2 separate regions of the Pan troglodytes genome follow, and region 1 is linked to region 2. The links are chromatin contacts, called in public capture Hi-C maps. All regions are on one chromosome and are shown on one strand. The core of a region is the stretch at or near the end of the contact, and the rest is flanking DNA. Distances in the headings are between cores, read along the strand shown. Region 1 overlaps ZNF831 (zinc finger protein 831). Region 2 overlaps GNAS (GNAS complex locus).

Region 1 (6,144 bases), core at 2,660-5,159, 360 kb before region 2:
ATTGCAAATAGGCACCTACGGGAGAAATGAAAGTGACTGTCCTAATGTCAGGTGAATGGGTGCTTATGGCTATGGATAGATTTCTATTATGACATTGTACTTGGATTCTAAAAGGACTAAATCTCAAAGAGCTGGGATGAAAGTGAAATGCTACGCTCTGAAAACTCCATTAGATGACTCAAACAAGTGGCTCTGGTGATGATGACAAAGACATTATCAAAGATGCATGCTACAAGTTCAGCTAGAATTGCTTTGCAAAATGTGAGCAGAAAACATAATGTCCCCAAACTAAGATTTTATGTAACACATGATTTAAAGGGACAGAGGCAACTAGATTAATAAACTACAGTAGAAATTTGCCTTTTTCTTCTACATCTTTATATATGTCGGGTTGGCCCCAAAATTTTCAGTCTTTGTGTTGAGAAAATAGGTGATAGCCTTATATCGGGCATGAACGAGAAAGAGCTGCATTTCATGATTTACATATAACTTGGGCTCTTGTGAAAGTGCTTTATTAAAGGGGTACTCCCAAGAAAAATGTGGAGGGAATAAGGGAAGCAGGGAGGGGTAAGAAAAAGATGGGAATGGGTGGAGGCCTGGCCTGGTGGAGAGGGGTTCTAGACAGGACACCAACAGCATCCACTACCAACATCACTTGTAGCACAAAACATGGAGAAGGCAGCTTGCTGGCCGAGCAACTCACTGAGCACCTCTACCCATTAGGAAGCAGATCAGGTTGTGATCGACATCTGTGCTGTGTGTTCAGCAGCCATGCCCCACCTCAGTTCTCCTTTAGAGAACATCCCTCCTCAATATAAGCTGGGTGACTTGTGACCACTGCTTTTCATCTCTTGGAGTGAGCATATTCCACCCCCCTGGCCAAGTAGAAGGTTCAGGGCCAGGCATAAGACCCACACTGATGCTGGGATTTTGAACAGAAAGTAGGTAGGATATAAGCCAGGGCCATGGGGCCACCACATGCCTAGGGATGAAGGCAACCCAAAGGAACGTCTACTCTGATTTGAAGAGGGATCAACAGAGCCCTGGTCACATTGTTTACATCCCTGGATCCAGCTGGAGCTACCCTGGGCTCTTTCATCACATGAGCAAACAAATTCCCTTTTGTGCTTAAACCTTTTTGAGCTGGGTTTTAGTCTCTTTCTACCAAGAATGGTAACCCACACCATTCTCCTAACTCTTACAGACATTGCACGATTTCCCTGATGCCCCAGAGAATGAGATGGGTGAACTCCATGGAGGCCCGCTGGCCCCCACCACCCTCCTAACCATAATAAAGGTGGACTAAAGTTTACCTCACGTCATCTAATGACAGACTTAAAATTCAGAGTTTGATCGTCTGCTCCTGTCCCCTGGAAAACCATCTAATGTGTCTGCATATGAGCCACAAATCATGACTCTGATGAAAGAAGCCAGTCTTTTCTATAAAGAGGCATTTCCAACAGACGTTGATTAATCTAGTTTCTCATCCTTCTAAGCAAAATAATAGAGAAATCATCATTTTCTGCCTTATCAAACTACACAGATGACTGCTTGGTGACTCCACAAATTTATTGAGTAGTGAAACTGGAAGCAAAGAAGAAATATGCCCTGCGTCCTCAGAAGCACTGAAAGACTTGAGCTGTCAGGACCAAAGCAAGTCTTGCTAAACCAGCCGTGGAAAATCCAAGGCGAGATTGGGAAAGGTAAACACAAAACCTAACAAAATAAAAAAGAACAACTTCTTCTTCAAGGAGACTTCCAGAGTAAACCACGTTAAGTGGGTTTTCTTAGCTTTAATGCAGAGTTACTTAAAATTGACCAAAAAATGTTCCCCATTTCTTAAGTTAAAAAAAATATACATGCATTGAACCTATAATGGAATATTACTTAAATGAATCCAGATTAATTGAAATTAAACACAATGGAACACAACAGATATAGACTAATGAAAAGACTAATAAAGAGCTTTTCCCCCACCAGTTAAAAGCATGCAGTATTCTACTCTACAGAATGAAAAAGGAAAAAAAAAATCACAAAATTTAAAAACCCTACAAATCCAGGAAGCAATTTTTAAAAATATTGTTTTCATATTAAAACATACAAAACCAATTACTTTTCAACCATTAATGCAGGGACTTTTAAAAATCAATAACATATTTAATTTGTTTGGACAAAGATGAATGAGAATACATGTCTTTGGTTCTCAGTATTCTCTCTGGGCTGCCCTTTTGGAATCACTGTAGCAAGTAATTCCTGTTGTTGTTTTCTCGATTAGATTGAACGACTATTAAACCTTCTCTGTTCAACTGTAAACCCTCAACATTTTAAGAAACAATCGAAAGTCAGAGGAATGTGCCTGATTTGCCTCTCAAGAAACAATGTCTAATGCCTAGCAGTTGCCCAGCAAACAGCTACTGAATGCATGGCTGCTTGAAGGAGTGAAGCTATTAGGGCTGGATGAAGTGCAAAGAACAGTCGGATTCGTCAAGGCAATGGGGCAATTAGAGTATATCAGATGATCAGGGCATCAGGGTAAGCCATCAGGAGGGAACAAAAGAAGGCTGGGATGGGACGAGGCAGAAGAGGCGCCCCCCCCACCCAGTGCTCTTCTGCCCTAGGGTGCAGGAGAGTGTTGGCCTCCTGGAATACATGAGAAGTCAGCTTGGAAGAGGATGCTACCAAACCACGGATGAGAAGCCCATGGGCACCTCAAAGCACCCAGGTGGCGAGGTACCTGGGCTGGTGAGAAGCCGGGCGTGCAGAGCACACACTTGTTGGGAGGGGAAGCAGGTCTCTAGGAACAAGAGGCAGTCCCCCCACCCGCCACGCACCATCACATTTCCAAGGTGGCTTCTGAAGGCCTCCTGGTGCGAGGGTACTCAAAGTGGGTGCCCTCCTATATTCTCCCAGGGGGAACGGAAAAGAAGGACATGTTTCCCCGTAATCCATCCACCCCCAAAAGAGCGCTGGCCACACCGGTTTCAGTGTTTGGCTCAAGTGGCCTGGATGTGGGGGTGGTGGATGACAGGGAGAGATGACTCCTTCCTTCCTCCCTCCTGCCCCGTGGCCTCCTGGCAGCCTTTGAAGTAAAGGTCTCAAACTAGCTGACTGTATTTGGGCCCAGATGGGGTATGTGTGCAAGTGCACGTCCGTGCGTGTATGTGTGTTTAAATTAGCACCCTGTAAAAATTGAGAGATTTTATTTAACGTGAAATCTGGGTTCTGCCTTCCCCGTAGAGCTAGATGAATACCAGCCTGCTGGCGTTCTCACCACACAACAGCCAAGGTTATATGATTCAAAGCACTCTTTCAAATTCTAGATATATTTTGTGTAGTGTTACTATCACCCCCATTTTACACATGGGGAAACCGAGGCACAGAAGAGCTGAGACACGTCCCTAGGATGACATGACTACAGGTGGTGAAACTCGGCCGCGAGCCCGAGTGCTTTCCTCCGAGGCCTGTTCCCATAGCCGCTGGAGCACCGCTGCCTCTGCTGGGAGGCTGCTGCCGGCTCGTTCCTCCTGCATCTCTCTGTTAAAACGTTTGCTTATTAACATTTTTCCATGTGCTTTTAAAAAACATGGCTAGTTCTGAAAGAGAACCAGTGTGTCTGCAAGCTGGAGAGGAAGGAACCATCGCACACACTTGGCAAGCGAAGGGTCCGGGAGTCCTGGTCACCGTGCAGCGATTGGGAGCCTGCATTTTGCGGCAGAATCCTGGATTCTGCTTTACATCCCTGCGGACAGAGAGCACCCAACAGAGCCTTCGGCACCTCGTTTTGTCCTTTTTCTTCTTTCACCCCCATCTCTCACCCTGGTCCTGGGAAACTGAAATAATGTCCCCCCTCCGACCTCCTCCAAGGCCCCCTTCCTGCCTCCTCCTGTTCTCAGCTGGGGCTCCTGCCTCCCCTCTTCGTGAACATTCTTACTCTTGCATTTCTGGGTGGCGTTTATGTGAGGGCAGTGAAACATTATCCACAGGCTGGGGTCGTCTGGTGCGGGGGCCGTGACGACAGTCGCTTGCTCAGCGGGGGGTCCCAGCCGATTTCCAGAAGCCAAGGAACTAGGATCAAAACCCTGCTCTCCCTTCCTTCGGCTTCAGCCTGCTCCCTTGGTTCTACCACGGAAACCCCTACGAACATAAAATACATTTGTACCGCCAGGTCCCTGGTATTCAGAGCAGGTGCCCCTGATTGCACGAGTCTGGGGTCCGCCCGCCTCCCCCCCAGACCGACCCCAGGCCGTGCTGCGCCGCGGAGCGAGGAGGGAGCCGGGCTTCGGCGGTGCCCGCGATGGGCGCTAGGGGGCCCCCGCGGAGCTTGGAAGGCGGCTTTGCTGTAAATCCCAGCCCTCTGCGCTTTTTTCCGGGTAATAAATTCACAAGGCTTGTTTTTTAACCCCCACCAGAGGTTAAAATAGTTTCATAAAAAGTTTTGGTAAATTCATGGGTAACTTTTGAGGTTATGTGAGGTTGTTGTCACACACACAAAAAAAAAAAAAAAAAGAGAGAGAAAAACAGAGCCTTTTTTCTCTGCTCCTGCAAGATTGAGGCTTGGCGCCGGCGGGGGCGGAGGGGGCCCGGGCTTTGTGTTCTTCCAGAAGCATCCACGTGGCTAGGCGGCTCTCCAGGCCCCCGGGCGCCCACCCACCGGGGTAGGGGGGTCTCGGGAGCGCCCAGCCAGGGGTCCGCACCCAGCCCGCCGCCCGCCCGGGCACCCTGCAGCCTTCCCGAGGCTTCGCTGAGCTCGACCCCCAGCCCAGCCCAGCCCAGCCCGTGGGGCGAGTGGGGTTCGGGGCTCTGCGTTGATCGCTTCCTGCCATGCCCGGGGGAATAAAGCAAAAGTTAGAGCCCCTGAGTAGGGGTTAAAAAGAACTTTATCAGATTGATAAGCCGGGAGACAGGAGGAGGCAGAAAGAAAACAGCGCAGTTAAGGGAGGGGGCGTCGCACATTAACTATGATTCAGACTCCAATGCACTGAGTTCATTTTTCAATCTGCCTTTAGCTAGGGGGAAAAAAATAAGGAAATTATGGAAAATTGAGAAATAAACATCTCTGAGAGTGCTTTGCACCCGGGGGTGCTTAATGAACACTTAATAATTTCAAACGCTAGTACTTAGAAAAATGGCTTTTGTCCGTTCCCGGCACGCCAGGTGCCTCCTAGCAAAACCGGAAAGCTGAAAATGACTGAAAATGATCGCTAATGTCTATGTGGAGGGTGGTACAAAAATCACTTGTTCATGTCCTTTGGAAGTTAAGGAAATAAGCAAGCCAAAATTTTAAGAGTTTTAGCAAGGGAAAAACCTTGGAACTGAGCTTGCATTTCTTTTCCTCAACGTATGAACTTGGGCAAGACTCCTAATTAGGACGGGGCTGGCCACACATCACCTCCTGACCCCACGGGGCCATACTGAAAATTAGATGAGGAAAAACATTTGGAGGAAACTCTCAAAATGCTACTGCAGGAAGCAATGGTTGTTTTTGGAGCAGATTCCCCATGCTCCCTGCCAGCAGCCAGCAGTGGGGTGAGGGCCAGTGTGAACCATTTACCTAGAGGACGATGGGGTCCCTACAGGAGCACAGTATTGCCAGGGAGGCCTCTGGGACGAGTTGGAGCTTGGAGGATTATTCCAGTTTCGTCATTTTCTCAACCTGGAGGGCAAGTCTCACCCCGGCAGGAAGAGCACCATAGGCATGCATGTAGCACAAACTCAAGGGCCCAGAATGTACTCCCGAATCCCTACGAGCTCCCTGCTGGGGAAAGTATGGACCTGCACCATTCACTGCCTCCCTCCTTTGGCTTGAAGACGTCTTGTCCAGACCTGGGGGGGAAATTCAGTGTATGCTCACCCCTGCCACCTCCCAGCCATGATAACCACACACTGTAAAGTCCTTTGTAGTTCACACAGCACTTTCACAGTCACTGTCTCATGTAACTTGAGCCTCTCCTCAATCTCAAGGGCAAATGAGTCAGGTATTCCTGGACAGGCTTCATGGGGTTCTTGGGCACCAGATTAAATGAATTATGGACTCAGAAACTCCAGCCCCATTCTACAGATGAGGACCTGAGACAATGAGAAGGAACAAATTTTGCCCAAAGAACTAGTAAAAGTCAAGACTCAAACCAATTCCTCTAAATCCAG
Region 2 (6,442 bases), core at 2,808-5,307:
TAGCAGGTTGTTCAAGGCTTTTGGTTGACAATCTTTCCATCTTTCCTTATTTATTCCCTGTGTAATCGCTTAGCAGAGACTGCCCACTCTTGTTAACTTCCTGGGTTTGTTTTGATTCCATCAAGGGAGTAGCAATGTCTCATACTTTTGTCTTCCCCACGGGGAAGGGCACATATTTGGCACTCAATACATGTATATCGAATGAATGAACAAATGAAAATGCCCGAATTGAGGCAAACTCACCGACCAGGCAAGGATTCATCCTTCTAAGGGGCGTGGCAGACACGTGAGCAGCTACTGCAAGCTTAGAGATGCTACTAGACAGACAAAAAGGAGTAAGGCTATTTCGACCTTCAAGTTAACCAAAAAATTAGGAAATAACTTATCAGTGAGAAAAAATGGGTACATGTGCTAGTCCCTGTGTACCAAGGACTGGGCAGGATTCCATGCTTTTGCCAAGTTGGACATAACCTACAGATGAGTAAACCTCAGACCTGCCAATAGTCAAACATTTGAAAAATTAATTTGTGACAACTGTTTTCACTTGGAACCCTGATGGATTTAACTGTTTTCTTAAATTAGGCATGTCATTTTATGCTAAATTTCCACTAAACATTTCCCAACAACATTTCTTTCTTCCTGAAGAACCACCATGACCCCTAACTCCCTGACAACTCCAAAATGTCACAGAAGGCCCATTTTATAAACATATTTGTGAATGAGTTCCTTTTCGTAGCTATTAGATCAGCAATTATTTTCCCCAACACTGGCCCCTAATCAGCCATTTTGCTAAGTCTCAAAGCAACACAAATTTAGCTCAAATCAATTAGCAACACATTTCTAACTCTTGGTGCTTGGGGAGAGTCTGAACTCCTCCTGATGGGATGAGGCTAACGCCTTGAGAATGAACTGAGAGGCAGGTCAGCCCAGGAAGCCACTTCTGCCTTTGTGGTTGTGCTTTACAAGAAGGCCAAAATGTGGGAGAATGGGGTCCAACCACAACAAATTAGGATGAAATTTTGATTTTATTTTTTTTCTCTTGAGCTGATGAATGAAGCCCAGGACATAGAAAGGCAGCTGACGGAATATTTTCCCCACCAATGCCAGGAAGCTGAAGGTCTGCTCTTGTGATTTGCATCTGGCTGTGATGTTCTCTCTCTGCCCCCCACCCTCACCCCAGCACAGAGCAATCAACCTTGTCCCTGTTCTCCTCCGGCTGAATTCCCCCCTTTTCTCTTCCCCTCACCTTTCCTTGCTGAACAGAATTGTCTTCCCTCTCTAATGAACAGAACCCAAGAGAATAAAACTTGTTTTTCAAAGTGGGGAGGGGGAATGGGAGGAAGAAAGGAAGGAAGGGAGGAAGGAAGGAAAAAGAAAAAAAGAAAACAATGCCTACAGTGGGTCTGGCTGGAACCCAATTCTCAAGGACATCGATTTGTAAAATTCAAAGGTTTCCCCAACATCAAAAATGTATACTTAACTTATCGGATGCTCACTTTTAACCTTAGGGTTTGCTTTGTTTTGTTCTGGATAATTATCAAATTTAAAAATTTATGATTTTTTTTTTTTAAAGAACTAGAAGGTTCTCTGTGTGCCAGACTTTCTAAAACAAAACAAAACCACTTAGTGGGATAAGGCATGTGAAAACACTTGTGCTCCATGAAGTGTGCTACATGCAGTGTGTTCCTAACTTTAAAATAAAACAAAAATTGGACCATCGTTTTAGAATCAGGAGATAAACACTTGGGAAAGCAATAAGAGGTGAGAGGGCAGTGGTCAGAGCTCAGAGGGTGGTGGTGGCCCCCGTCTTGGCACACAAGAGAGGCCTCTGTCCCAGCTCTTCTGGTTGGCACTTGAACGAACAAGGGACCTCATGGGGCAGTGAGATGGGGAGGAGAGGATGCCCCAGCCTGGATTGTGAACCTGCCTCTCCTCCCCGTACTCCTGTCCCGTCTAGCCAGCCTGGCCCCTCAGCTGTGCCAGCCACACCCTCCTTGGCAGCGCTCCACCCCCTGCCTGGTAGAAGGATAATCACTTGCAACCTGATCCTCTCCTCTGTTCTGGACTAGAAGTTCCTAGAGGGCAAGGACCCCATTTGGTGCTTAGAGCTAAACTTGGCAAAGGCACTCTTTTCTTTTTTCTTTTCTTCTCTTTTTTCTTTTCCTTTCTTTTCTTTTCTCCCCCTCCCTCCTCTCTCCCTTCCTTCTTCCTTCCTTCTCTCTCTCTTTCCTTTCCCTTTTTTTTCCTCCTCTCTCTCCCTTTTAATTTTTGTTGTTGTTGTTGTTGTTGTTGTTTTTTAGACGGAGTATCATTCTTGTTGCCCAGGATGGAGTGCAATGGCACAATCTCGGCTCACTGCAAACCCTGCCTCCCGGGTTCAAGCGATTCTCCTGTCTCAGCCTCCCGAGTAGCTGGAATTACAGGCATGCGCCACCATGCCCAGCTAATTTTGTATTTTTAGTAGAGATGATGTTTCTCCATGTTAGTCAGGCTGGTCTTGAACTCCTGACCTCAGGTGATCTGCCCACCTCGGCCTCCCAAAGTGCTGGGATTACAGGCGTGAACTACTGCTCCCTTTCAAATTTTTAAATTTAATCTCTATTTACTTCTTTCCTTCCGTTTGCACCTTAATTTCTCTTTGTCTCTCTCTTTCAACAATAAACAACTGGCCAAAGGGAATTGGTTTTAATTTCTGAGTCGTTCACAAGGACCCCGGGATTTCAAAAGATCAGAGAAGGAAAAACAAAGGGAGGGAACCTCAATTCTTTCCCTGCTCTTCCCCGCTAGCGAAAGGACTGAACAAGTGAAAGAACTGTGAAAGGACGCTGGCGAACATGGACGAGCTCTAAGGAAACTGTCCTGTAGTGTGTGTGTGTGGAGCAGGGGGATTAATAGGAAACTGCACACCATGATTCATGCCCTCTCAAAACTATGCATACACCTGAGTAAAGAACAGGGGGAGATAATGATCAGTAAAATCACAGCAGGGTGAGGGCAGGCTGGGGGGATTTCCTGTAATATTATGATGTCATTTTAACAATAAATACAACTAGAAGAAAAGGCGCCCGGCCAAGTGTGGGATGTGGGTTCCATGTCATGTGGGAAGCGAAAGTGGGCAGTTGGGCCCCAGAAGGGAGAGTTCTAAGAGGGTGTGGTTCCCTCTAAGGGAGGGATTTGTGCGTCTGGCGCAGGGAGAAGACTGACCAAGAAAGCCACCAAATAAACAGACCAAACCCCCAACCACCCCTCCCCTGAGAAAAGCACAGAATGGCTGTATTGGTGTTAAAAGTAAGGTCCCCGGGACCCAAGACAGGATGAGAGCCCCAACCAAAACACCCTGGAAACATGGGGCTTTTTTTCCATTTGGGCATCCTACATTTCATCTAGAGAATTCCAAGATCCCAATTTCTGAGAGCAGACCCAGCCATTCTGAGCTCTCTGCTGACCTCTGGTGGGGAGGAGCTCCCATGGCCCAGGAAAGGTTGGAAAGAGGCAGCCACCTGCCCTGGCCTCCTCTGTTCCCCACGGTCTACAGGGTCACCTGCCCTCAGCCACCACTCAGGGCTAGAAGTCAGGGACTGTGAGGAGAAGAAAGTGCAAGAAAAGCTTTAAAGAATCCTCAGAGGAATATGGGCATAAGAGAATCATGTTGTAGGAAAGTTATCAAGTAAAAGAAAAATTTTTAAATAGATGGGTGGGAGGGACGTTTACCTTAAATCAACCCTGTGTATTCAGTTTCTTTAACTTTGCAATTTTAAGAGAGAGGGGAGAAAGAATGTGTATATGAATGGGGTATGGAGGGTAAATTTGATCAGAAAGAAATAAATTCCCATTGGAGGACTTTGTAGGTCCTTGTGTGGGAGGCCTGTGTGGCCCTTCTCAAATAGATGACCTCATCATTTTCCAGCTGCTGGGTGGGGTGGTGCGGGGGGCAGAAATGGAAGGGAATGGCAACGGTACCTGTTCTTGGAACCAAGGAATTTGACCCAGACACCATCGGACCCAGCTTCCCCTCCCGTGGAAACGAGGCCTAAAGAAGCCAGAAGTGGCCTGCCCCAAGGCAGTGCTGAGCCTGAGATGGACAGTAGGGGTCCCATCCTTAGAGAGGACACCTTCGCTAGTGAGAATGCCCCGGTATGCCGTGAAGCACTGAGAAGTGGAGAGGGGTTGAGGAGGGGAAGAACTTAAAACTAGCCCTGAGGGCTCAGAGATCCTGAAAAACACAATGATGCTTGCATGAATGGAAAAGCAATGATGTATCCCTAGCAAGTCCCTTCTCTGTAAACAATCATTGACCATGCACCTCAAATTCTACTTCATCTCTCCATATTGTCTTAAATGCTAACTTCTCCAGGTAGGCCCCTTAGATTTCCCTGGTGGAAACTGGAGCTCTGCTCACCTATGAACCTCTTTTCTAGCCCTTGATTGAGGTGTGAAAGAGTTTACCACCAAACTCTGCTCCCACAAAGATTCTCCCGGTGATTGGGACCCAGAAACTATTAATTATTTACCAAAGGACAACAGAGGGCCCTACCATTTGATTTCCTATACAATCTGCCATTTTGGAACAGACATTTAAAAAAGTTTGTGTTGGATAGGGGGTTGGCATACCTCATCTATTGAAACTTTATAAGATAATTACATAAGTTTTAAAGTGAGAAAGACATCCCTCCTGTTTTTTCAATTGAGAAAAACTAGAACCAGGGATTTGTCCAAGATCTCAGGACCAGTTCCCAGGAGAACCGGGGCACCAGGGCTGTGAATCTGGAGGTTACCTGATCGTGTGCTTTCCTGCCTTGGCTAAGATCTTCAGATCCACTCGTTAAAAGTTGCCGGGATTTGTCCTTAGATGTCAATTGCTCAACTGAAACCTTTTAAAAACATTCCTCAGCCTTAGGGGCAGGGGCCGTGTCCTTGGGAAGGAGGATTTAGGGAGGGGGATGCGGGTTCTGCCTTAGGCGCCGGCGCAAGGGTGAATTTTTGAAAGCCAGGCTGTCAATCGTAAAAGCCGAGCGCCATCTGCCAGCCGGTTCTGAGTAGCCTTGCTTTCTTTCATTGTTTCCACTTCCCAGCCCTGAATAATTTGTGTTCTCATTTATTTCCCTCCAAAAAAAAGGTAGTTCCTGCTCAGAAAGCCCCTCCAAAATAAGAACCCTATTTAAAAATAAATCTTAGAAGAGAGTGAGAGAGCGAGAAAACAAAGGAAAAGTGAGAAAGAAATTCGAGAACTCCTTAGGAGGCTGCTTTCCGTTCTCCCCTTTCTGGATTGTGAAACTTCTGAGAAAATGAGAGATGAGCCCCCTTTCTTCAACTAAGGCAGCCCTAATGGTCTTGCTTCTTCTTTCTGACCTCTCACCTTCTTGTGGCAGAGCAGATGCCCCACTTTGAGCCTGCCTTAACATCTGAAATCAGACCCTAACTCTGGGGAATCAAGATTGCAGGGCCAGAAAAAAAAAAAAAAGCTGGCTGCGGTGGTTCATGCCTGTAATCCCAGCACTTTGGGAGGCCAAGGTGGGCGGATCATCTGAAGTCAGGAGTTGGAGACCAGCCTGGCTAACATGGTGAAACCCCGTCTCTACTAAAAAGACAAATATTGGCAGGGCACGGTGGCTCACGCCTGTAATCCCAGCACTTTGGGAGGCTGAGGCAGGCGGATCACCTGAGATCGGGAGTTTGAGACCAGCCTGACCAACATGGAGAACCCCATCACTACTAAAAATACATAATTAGCTATGTGTGGTGGCGTGCGCCTATAGTACCAGCTACTCAGGAAGCTGAGGCAGGAGAATTGCTTGAACCTGGAAGGTGGAGGTTGCAGTGAGCCAAGATCATGCCACTTCACTCCAGCCTGGGTGACAGAGCAAGACTCCATCTCAAAAAAAAAAAAAAAAAAGAAAGAAAGAAACAGGAGAGGTGTCCACTATCTGCTATATGTTAGCTTAAGTCTGAGGCTGAGATGCCTGCAAGCCTTTTGGATTCATCCCTGGCACCTGAGTTCCAAGTCTCAATCTCAAGCCTCCTTTCTCAAGCTGTCCCTGTCCTGCCCCCATCTTGTGTCTTGACTTTCTCATACATAAAGCTGAACACAGAGATACCCTCTGCTTCTTCCCTGACAACTCATCAAATTTAAGGTGCTCTCCTGACCATGGCAGGACCCCAGGAATACTTGGCAGAATCATTCCTAAATGGGGCCTCGTCAATACTTTCAAGAATCAAACTTTAGCCTTTTCCCGATGTCAGCTTGGCAAATTCATGGAATCCTAGAATAAAGTTCTAGAATCAACCAAGGTCCCAGGAATGAGAACCCCCAACTTCTAACCCAGTGCTGTTTGTACTATTCTAGGACCCTCCCAAAGAGCTGGAGCTCCTCTGCCCACAGCCTCCCCCATCAGACCAGACCTATGGTAGAAGACAGCAAGGAGTAAACGCTGTAAGCTCACAA

The links. Capture Hi-C pulls out chosen DNA fragments and counts their contacts.
Region 1: a contact with region 2 is called in a capture Hi-C map of stem cell-derived neural stem cells, with 7 times the contacts expected there. The contact joins two enhancer-like sites. A contact is called at or near these places in 4 of 7 Hi-C or Micro-C datasets (blood, induced pluripotent stem cells, a lymphoblastoid cell line and 1 more), 1 of 1 datasets of contacts at active chromatin or transcription factors (stem cell-derived excitatory neurons) and 1 of 1 other capture datasets (stem cell-derived neural stem cells).

The regions. Positions count from the first base shown.
Region 1 is chr21:65,520,101-65,526,244 of NHGRI_mPanTro3-v2.0_pri, reverse strand. All of the region lies in intron 6 of ZNF831 (zinc finger protein 831), which reads right to left. Among named protein-coding and RNA genes, the nearest start is that of EDN3, 79 kb to the left of the region's middle. Within about 2 kb of position 3,909, at least 7 of the 24 cell types and tissues checked have an H3K27ac peak or open chromatin away from gene starts, as enhancers often do. A contact at or near this core is called in stem cell-derived neural stem cells, where this site is marked.
Region 2 is chr21:65,163,061-65,169,502 of NHGRI_mPanTro3-v2.0_pri, reverse strand. The region is part of intron 1 of GNAS (GNAS complex locus); the gene reads right to left. All of the region lies in intron 1 of LOC104003639 (neuroendocrine secretory protein 55), which reads right to left. Among named protein-coding and RNA genes, the nearest start is that of GNAS, 30 kb to the right of the region's middle. Within about 2 kb of position 4,057, at least 2 of the 24 cell types and tissues checked have an H3K27ac peak or open chromatin away from gene starts, as enhancers often do. A contact at or near this core is called in stem cell-derived neural stem cells, where this site is marked.